3 separate regions of the Sus scrofa genome follow, and all the other regions are linked to region 3. A link is a contact called in public Hi-C and HiChIP or PLAC-seq data. All regions are on one chromosome and are shown on one strand. The core of a region is the stretch at or near the end of the contact, and the rest is flanking DNA. Distances in the headings are between cores, read along the strand shown. Region 1 holds the start of MGAT4B (alpha-1,3-mannosyl-glycoprotein 4-beta-N-acetylglucosaminyltransferase B). Region 2 holds the start of TBC1D9B (TBC1 domain family member 9B). Region 3 holds the start of MRNIP (MRN complex-interacting protein).

Evidence for each region. Hi-C and Micro-C count contacts between places; a contact is called where the count stands out from the background. HiChIP or PLAC-seq counts read pairs in DNA pulled down with a chosen protein or histone mark.
Region 1: a Hi-C map of skeletal muscle shows a contact between it and region 3, with 2.4 times the contacts expected there. The contact joins the promoter of MGAT4B here to the promoter of MRNIP in region 3. A contact is called at or near these places in 3 of 5 promoter capture datasets (fetal liver, liver and skeletal muscle), 22 of 47 Hi-C or Micro-C datasets (adipose tissue, blood, embryonic fibroblasts and 11 more) and 2 of 2 datasets of contacts at active chromatin or transcription factors (alveolar macrophages and skeletal muscle).
Region 2: an H3K27ac HiChIP or PLAC-seq map of alveolar macrophages shows a contact between it and region 3. The contact joins the promoter of TBC1D9B here to the promoter of MRNIP in region 3. A contact is called at or near these places in 2 of 47 Hi-C or Micro-C datasets (embryonic fibroblasts and epiblast stem cells) and 1 of 2 datasets of contacts at active chromatin or transcription factors (alveolar macrophages).

Annotation. Positions count from the first base shown.
Region 1 is chr2:78,782,359-78,785,291 of Sscrofa11.1, reverse strand. MGAT4B (alpha-1,3-mannosyl-glycoprotein 4-beta-N-acetylglucosaminyltransferase B) reads right to left here and starts at 1,517. Exons shown (of 15, transcript XM_003123649.4): 1 at 1,117-1,517. The coding sequence starts at 1,213. LOC106507307 (a long non-coding RNA gene) reads left to right here and starts at 1,511. Exons shown (of 3, transcript XR_002341724.1): 1 at 1,511-1,697; 2 at 2,396-2,476.
Region 2 is chr2:78,674,380-78,677,287 of Sscrofa11.1, reverse strand. TBC1D9B (TBC1 domain family member 9B) reads right to left here and starts at 1,421. Exons shown (of 22, transcript XM_003123648.4): 1 at 1,198-1,421. The coding sequence starts at 1,315.
Region 3 is chr2:78,729,350-78,732,129 of Sscrofa11.1, reverse strand. It overlaps MRNIP (MRN complex-interacting protein), which reads right to left and starts at 1,519. Exons shown (of 6, transcript XM_013987518.2): 1 at 1,307-1,519. The coding sequence starts at 1,372.

The sequences.
Region 1 (2,933 bases), core at 268-2,767, 53 kb before region 3:
GAACAAAGGCCTAAGCACCAGCTGACTGCAAGGTGGACAGGACCACATGTGGTATTACTTACCACACACTCATCTGTCAGGTTAGCTGGAGTAAAGCCATCGATTCATCACACTCGGGTTAAAGGAGCCCCACTGACATTAGTAAATGACCCAACTCCTGAGCGGCCTAGAGAGCAATGGGTTTGTGAACCCTTAGAAGACTTAAGGTTGCTCTTGAAAAGGGATAAGTATTGAGATTAAAGTTTCATCATAGCAGGAATGTTACCAAGTTTAAATAGTTGTAGATAAAGAGAATTGTATTACTTAATATTCCTAGCATAAAACTGATCAATTCCATTCCATGGTCACACTTTCAGTGCCCAGGTACAGCAGAAAGTAGCCAAAAAGATCGCTGCCCCCTTTTCCATGGACATTGACACTGAGGAGTTGTAAGCAGTCCTTCGTGAGTGACCTTTAGTGGCCAGCATTGTAGGGGGCCCTTCCCCCATGCAAGTGACAGCTAGTGAGAGACCCTTGGCTCCCCCCCCCCCGCTTCTCAGTATAAAAGGAGCCTGAATTGGGACTGAGGCAAGATGGTTTTCTAAAACACTAGTCTGCCATCTTCTTGGTCTGCTAGCTTTCAGATTAAAGTCACTATTCCTTGCCCCAACAACTCATCTCTGGAATGTACTGGCTTGTCGTTGGGAAGGCAGAGCGGACTTGGGTTTGGTATCATCAGGAACAGTGTACCCAGGTGCCTGGAGCTGGTACCCTGGGAACCCTCTGGCACAGCACAGCCACCTCTGTGACCTTGTGTCTCTGTCCCTCTGTGAGAACTCTGAAGTCCCCAGCATGGCAGAACTGTACTCACGGAGGCCGGTTCGGAGCGTGCCCTGGGCGCCCACTATCTGCTCACCCGCGCGGCCCAGCCCAGGCCGCAGGAGAATTTCTTTATTCCAGCAGCAAACAAGTGGGGGCGAGGATGGGAGGGGCGTCCTCCCCCGCCGCTCGGGCGAGGAAGGGGCGCCTGCGTCCGCTTCCGGCCGCTTCGCGGGCGGATGCCCGCACCCTGCTCCGGACGCCGGCTCCCAGGTGTGGATGGGGCACCGGGCGGGCGGCGGCGGAGGAGGGGCTCACCTTTCTGGCCGCTGAGCGCCGCGTACCAGGAGAGGGAGAGGAAGGCGCACAGGCAGAAGAGCAGCAGCGTCAGGAAGGTGCCATTGCGGAGCCTCATCTCCTCGGGTGCGCGGTGGGCGCCGGCGGGGCCGAGGCCGCATGGCCCGGGGGACCGGGGCCGGGGCGCGGGGACCAGGAGGCTGCGGGGGCCCCGGCCCCGGGGCGGGGACGGGCTGGGAGCCCGGGGCCGGGCGGGGATGCAGGCGGGCCTGCCGGGGTGGACACCTGACCGGTCGCGGAAGTAACCGCTACTCCCGGGTGCGGGGAGCAGACGGCCTCGGCTTGGCGCCTGGGCCGGGATGGGCTAAGCTGCGCGGCAAGAGCCGCGGCCCGGCCTGGATCCGGGGCCGCCGCCGAGTGGCTGCGAAGGGCGGGGCGGCCGGGATTTAAAGGGGCCGCATCACAGGCTGCCACCACCAGCACCGCGAGGGGGCGGGGTGGGACCAACACCGGGATTCCGCCCTCCGCCAGGCTCGGGACAGTGGCTGCTGCGTGGACTCACGCGGTCCCAGACTTGGGGCTGCCCTGGGCTCAGGCCTCAGGTAGGTTGAGGCCGTGGCCTTCAGGCAGGTCGCTTTGGGTGGAGGCGTCGTGCGTGGACCTCTGACCCCTTTTCAGTAACATTTCCATTATGAACAACCCCCACCCAGGTCCGGAGCCCACTCAGGTTAACTCTGGGAACTTCAGGCCCCTCCCCTAGGTCTAAGGGAGTCTAGGAAGTGGGAGGGGAGTAATAGGGAAGAACAAATCTGACTCCATATTAGATCTGTTCCTGTTATTTTAACCTTTGTGCTTTGTTGCCTGTGCTTAGTCATGCTCTGCACCTTTTTTGTTTTAAAAACAATCTTGTCTATACCTATGTCTATGTGGACAGCTATGAAAACAAATTATCAGGCACAGAGAAATTTGCAACAACCACGTCCCTCCCTCATCTTGCCTTTACAAGGGCTTTGCTGAAAGCCTGCAGGGAGTTTGTGGCTTTTTAAAGCACAAGCAACCCATTTCCTTGCATGGCACTGCAGTAAACCTTTCTGTGCTCCAAATCCTGACTTTCGGTGTTGTTTGGCTTTGGTGTGCACTGAGCACACGGACTTGGTAACAATTATGGCAGCCCAGGTGGGACACTGTGCCCAGCAGATTGACACCTGCTGGGGCAGCCCCTTACCTGAGTTCCCAGCAGCTGCCCAGAGCTCATTTTGCTCTGGGGAAGAGGTGTGTGTGTGTGTCTCTCGCCCTGCAGGCACCAGCCACCCCAGGGCAGGATGCTGTTTAAAGCTAAGAAATGTCCAGAGCTGTGTTCCACATTCAGTGTTGATTGGGGGTAAGTCGCTCCAGCTTGCTGAGGCTGGGAACTCTCTCCATTCCATTTGGGCTGCTTCCCTTGTGGGAAGTGAGTCACTTTGGGTCCGTTCTCTTTTGAGATCTGGGCCAATCTGTTTGGACGTGTCTTCTGTCTGGGAATGGAAGTGGAATTTTAGACTACCCCGTCTCTGATTTTCTGTCTTATATGTTATTTGTAATTGTGTGTGTGTGTTGTTTTGGGGTGAGCCACTCCAGTTTGTGCCTTTGTTTGTGGGACTGTAAGTTTGTTGTTTGTATGTGTATCAGTATGCATTGGTCCATAGAGACATTTTTGATAACAGGTATCCTTGCCTATTGCGCTGGGTTTTGCTTATGGCAGAGTAGTGGTTGGGATTTTCCCTTTGCAATGGACGAGAACCTCCCTTTTTGGTGCTAGGGAACTGTGATCCTGAGAGGCTGTTTTGCATTGCATTTGT
Region 2 (2,908 bases), core at 172-2,671, 55 kb after region 3:
GAACAGCCTAGTCTAGGAGGCAGATCCAGCACCGGCTCCTGTGATTCTAGAGGCTGTGGGCAGGGAGCTCAAAACACTGAAGGGAACAGTTTTCTTGAGAATGGTACAGTCTCTTCCACATCAGGAGATGTGACTGGGGAGGCAGGGGAAGAGGTCTCCCGTGGGAGGCCTCTGTCTGCATGTGGCAGGACTGTATTAGTTGTTAACGTTTAAAATTAGGACATTTCAAAGAAAATTCTCTTGATAATTGGAAGACCTGGCAACACTGGGCCTGAGGTCCTGAATGGCAACAGTAGGCCACTGGAGGACTGCAGGCACTGGTCTGGCCCTAAGACTGACCCAGTTCTGCCCGAGCAGTGCGTCGGGGCAGGTCCTGGAGCGTGAGGGACTTGGGACAACACCTGTAGAGGGAACCCACACGTGGACATCCTCTGCCACACACCCCAGAAGGTGCCTGTCTGGTCCAGTCCTGGGTGGTGTCCAGACGGGCAGAGGCACCTTGGCTAGTTCTCCAGAACACAAAGACTGGTAATGTGGCTAAGTCTCGGTCTGCAGCCCCATCACACCAAGAAGCAGGAAAGGTGGGTGAGAAGCTGGAGGGATGGGGGCCCAAACCCAGGAGCAGCTCGGAGGAACTCTGATTTTGCTAAAAAGGTAATTCTTTGGTGAACTGGGAATGAAGGAGGCCAAAGGAAACGAATGCTTGTGTCACTTGCCCCCTCCGAGGCACTTAGGGAAACTGAGGCAGAGGACAGGAAGATCTTTCGGACTTCCAGCTGGGAAATCCCATTCCAGGAAGCTGCACACGCCTCCGCTAAGCTCCGGGAAGCTCACAGGCAGCCGATGGGCAGAGGCCGCCGCCAGCCTTCTCCCGGCAGCCCTGGCTGACGGAGGTCTCCCCACTAGCCATCTAAATCAAGTGCATCTGTCTGGCTGAACCTCCGACCCGGTCCTCACCTCGCGCCACCGCGCCCGGTCCCTGCGTCCCACCCCCGGTGCGCATTCCCACCTCCCGCCCCCACTGGGGCCGGGCCTCGCGTCCCCAGGCCCCGCAGCGCGCGCTGACCTGCGCGTCCGCAGGGACGCGCCGAGGCCCGGCCTGTCCCGGGGGTGTTGCCCCGTTCCCCGCCGCCCGGCGCGCCCTCCTCGCCCGGATCGCGGCGGCGCTCACAGGCCCGGCCGCGGCGCGCCTCTCACCCGTGAGCCCGCCGCCCTTGCCGTGGCCCCGGCGCCGCTGCAGCACAAAGAAGGGGTTGGCCCGCTCCGTCACCCACAGCGCGTTGGCCACCAGCACCTCCTCCGGGCCCAGCCACATCGTGCGACCGCTCGCACAGGGCCGAGGCCGGCCAGGCGGAAGAGCCGCCACCGACGCCGCGCAGAGCTTTGCGGGCCGGGCGGGGCGGGGCGGGGCGAGCGGGCGGCGCCCCCTGGCGGCCGCGGGAACCAACAGGACCTCCGCGCTCTCTGGGCGCTCAGCTCTCCCTTTCCGGCCGGCCCCGCCCACTCCCCCCCCGGCCTCCGGCCACAGGGTTACTTAACCCGCTGTGTCCGTCTACCACTCTTTCTCCCCACAGGCCCCAGTGCTCAGTTCACTCCCCGGGCCTTGGGACTTTGGTCAGATTGTCTGAGTTCACAGTGCGCAGACAGCAGGGCTCCCGGCGTTCTGTAAAAACGCATACAGGGTTTAAGAGGAAAATGTAAGGAAATAACATTTAGAAATACATTTTTGGCTGATTGTGCAGGGCAACCCAGTGTGTGTTAACATTGGAAAAAGCGGCTGGAAAAGGGTTAGTTGATTGTGGTAACTCAGAATGTTGACACTTGGGCCTGCAACGAATTGAACCTGGGGAAGCCCTGAGGCTGAAAGGGTCCTCAGAAACCAGTGCAGTCCCCTCACTTGTTGGATGGGGTCAATGAGGCTGGAGTAGGAGGCAGGGCCTGGCCTGGGACCGGCGGAGGTTTCTGCACTGGCGTGTGATGAGACCACAGAGCTGGCCGGGGATGTGGATTCCTGCTCTCCCAGTGCTGGCCTGTAGGGGTCGACCCCTCCCAGGCCAAACCTTGACCCTTTTGAGTGCACGCTGTTAACTCCTTCTGGGGCAATAGGTGTGAATCCACAAAGTCCAGAATTTGGATGCAGGATCACCCTGCTGGCCTGAGGCCTCCAGAATCCGAAAGGGGGCTCTTTAGAATCATCCCAGAGGCTTAATATGGTTTTTGAATTGGGTTTCTGTCACTGGCATTCAGGAATCTAATATGATAGATGTAGGTATAAATAGGTGGTTTCATGATTGACAGCCAGAATGATTTAAAAGTCTTTTGAGATATTGCTTGAGACTTTGAATCAACTTCCAAGATGCAGAGGCTGGTTTTAAGACCTTGGAAGTTTAAACTAATAATGTGGCACTGGGGTCTCTGGGGAGTAATCTACCCTCAAGAATTTGAAAGTACAGTTTACCCTTGAATAATCTGGGTTTGAATTGCTCTGGACCATTTATATTCCCACTTTTTTCAATAGTAAATACTACAGTACTGTGTGATCAGTGGTTGGTTGAATCCTCAGATACAGAACTGTACATATAGAGGTAACTTGGATTGGGAAAGACAACTAAATTATACTCAATTTTTGACTTGGAAGAGAATAGGTGCCCCTAACCGGAGTTGTTCACAGGTCAACTGTGCTTGTTAACACCCTGAGGTGAGGTAAAGGGCTATTTTGTTCCTGGATTCCACTGGCTCTCAAACTTCAACATGCATCAGAATAAGCGGCAGGGCTTGTTAAAACATAGATTGCTCAGAGTATTTGCATGTCTAACGAGTTCCTAGGTAATACTGATGCCATGAACCTGGAGACCACCTTTTGAGAACTATTTTTTTTTTTTTTGTCTTTTGTCTTTTTTAGGGCTGC
Region 3 (2,780 bases), core at 270-2,769:
AAAAAAGAAAAACAGTGGGAAAAGAATCGAGGTGCGAAGCAGATAAAAAATAATAAATTAAAAAAAGGTGTTGAAATTAAATCAGATGTGTGAAACTGCCTGGTACACAGCCAACTTGTAATTAAACTGTCGACCCCCCCTTTTCCCACTTGGTTTCAAATCACTTCAGAGTTGAAAATCACCATGAGAACACGCACTGTATTATATATGTGTAATAATTTAAAAGTGAAAATGACTCCCATTTATTCTCAACTTCTAGAACTGAAAAATGAAATAAGTAAAAAGTCTCTGAGTTCCCTAAAACGGCCCTTACAAAGTCACAGCAAACTTAATAGGTACATACTCAGAGCTTTACTGACTTTATTTATTTATTTATTTCTTGGTCTTTTTAGGGCTGAACCTGTGGTATATGGAGGTTCCCAGGCTAGGGGTCGAATGGGAGTATCAGCTGCCAGCCTATGCCACTGGCCACAGCAACGCCAGATCCCAACTATGTCTGCGAACTACACCGCAGCGGATTGAAATGTTGGATCCTTACCCCACTGATGGAGGCCTGGGATCGAACCCACGTCCTCATAGATACTAGTTGGGTTACCACTGAGCCACGACGGGGAACCCCCACGCATTACTGACTTTTAAACAAATATTTTGTACGTAGTCTGATGCTATCCTTTTTCAGGGCACAGAGCAGCAGATAACTAGGAGGAGAAGGGGACTACCACAGCCGATACACTGACAAGCGTGACAGCATCAAGCAGGGAGAGACAGAACACGATCCAAGAAAGAACAAGTGACATCCCCTATCTTAGGTTTTCAATCAGGGAAGCAATGCATTTTACAAACTTCGATTATCCCTCACCACATAGATAGAGACGAGGGCAAAGGGAAAGAATGCCAGCAGGGGTAAATACAATAAAATTCCCTTTATTTAAATTAGGAAAGGGCCACTTTGGGTGCTAGGCTCTGCATAAAGGAGGCTAGCTTCTATCTGTAACCAGGTGTGCCCTGCTAAAGCTCATGAGGCCGCCTCCGCAGAAAACTTTACGACTGGTTTCTGCCAATTTTTACAAGCCAGCAAAACCCGAAAAAAAACCCAGAACATTATGGAGAAGGGACATCCCTAAAATCTAGTTCTCAGGACAGACGCTGTCACAGGTCACGACCCCAGGCACAACCCGCAAGCGCCCGAGACAATGCCCATGCCTGGGGACAGGGCGCGGGGAAGACGTCCAGCCCCCCGCGGCCCCACCTCATCCTGCCCGCTGTCCCCGACCTCGGAGGAGCGGGAGGCTGGAGCCCATCCCACCTGGTGCGCCTGGAAAAGCAGGCAGTGGCAGCATCGCAAAACCCGAGCCTGCTGTGGAGGCGCCATGGCGACTGCTGGCCGGCGCGCGCGCTCTGTCCGCCTGTCCGCCCTGGCTCCGCCCACTTCTTGCGCCCGGGCCCCTCCAGCCTCAGGCTCCGCCCCTTTATGCGCTCCCGCCCTGCGTTTCCCGCCCACACTGCTCTGCCCGGTTCTGCGGCCTTGGGCTTCTCTACCCCCAGGTGTTTCTCCACGTTCGGGTTGGTCCGCAGTCGACTTCAGGCTACTGGGGTCTTCTCTCTGCTACCCAGTCAGGCGTTGTTTGGAGTTTGCGTCAGTCAGGTCCACCGGTTCTCGTGAGCCAGTTCCCAGCTTTATTTAAAGGAGCGTTTTAAAGTTGCAAGGTTGGGGGAGTTCCTGTTGAGACGCAGCGGAAACGAATCCGACTAGTTCGTGGGTTGGGGTTCGATCCCTGGCCTCGCCCAGGAGGTTGGGCATCCGGCATTGCTGTGGCTGTGGTGTAGGCCAGCAGTTCGGGTACAGCAGCTCGCTAGTACTCCAGTAGGTGTAGCTCAGATTAGACCCCTAGCCTGGGAACTTCCATATGTCGCAGGTGTGGCCCTAAGAAAACCGGAAAAAAAAAAAGTTGCAACGTTGGGGTCTCTAGCTGCCGCTCCAGGTCGGCCCTTTGTTGGCACCGTTTCTTCTGCTTCTCTTAGCCTGAGAGAGGGAGCTGGAGGGTGCCGCCCTACTCCAGCTCACTTCTTGGGGCCAAAGTTGGGATATGCAGGACCGCTGGTCAGAGGTGGTCCAGTTAAACTTTGAGCTGCAGCACCAAGAATCCTGGGAAAATAAACAGTTCACCAGACCTATGCTTCTCAGAGAGGGAACCGGAGACGCCTGGCGGTTGAAAATGAAATCAGTCTTCTGACACCTGGCGGTTGAAAATGAAATCAGTCCCCCGTTACCGTCCAGGGTTCTTGGATTCCTTACTCAGTAGAAATTGATAAAGAGGCCAGATAAGAAATTCAGACAAGGCGTTATTGGGACTCATGCTGCGGCAAGGGGGAGTGAAAACAATAACGGATTCCTTTGCTTACTTCTGGGGTATTGGTGCTCAGCGTGGGATCTGGTTGCCTAAGTGACCTGAGGGTAAGGACAGGTCCAGCAGTCAAGCTGGCAGGGTGGCTTGGGTGGTCTGTCCACCCCCCTAGTGGTGCAGTGGGCAGGGATTATGCACAATACTCTGCTTTTGCTCCCCACCCCTCAGGAGTGAAAGCTGAGTTTTTGGTCTTTTTCTTGTGTCTTGTTCATAATTTGCCCCAACTGTGTATGCACACAGCTATTTTTAGTCCCTTAGAGTTTCTTTGTATTTTGTTGCTGGAGGAGAGGTTTGTCCAGGTGCAAGTACTACCCCAAAGGGGCCCAGGTCCCAGGCTGTCTCACTTCCTGCAGCCCTGAGAAAGCTCTGCTCTGA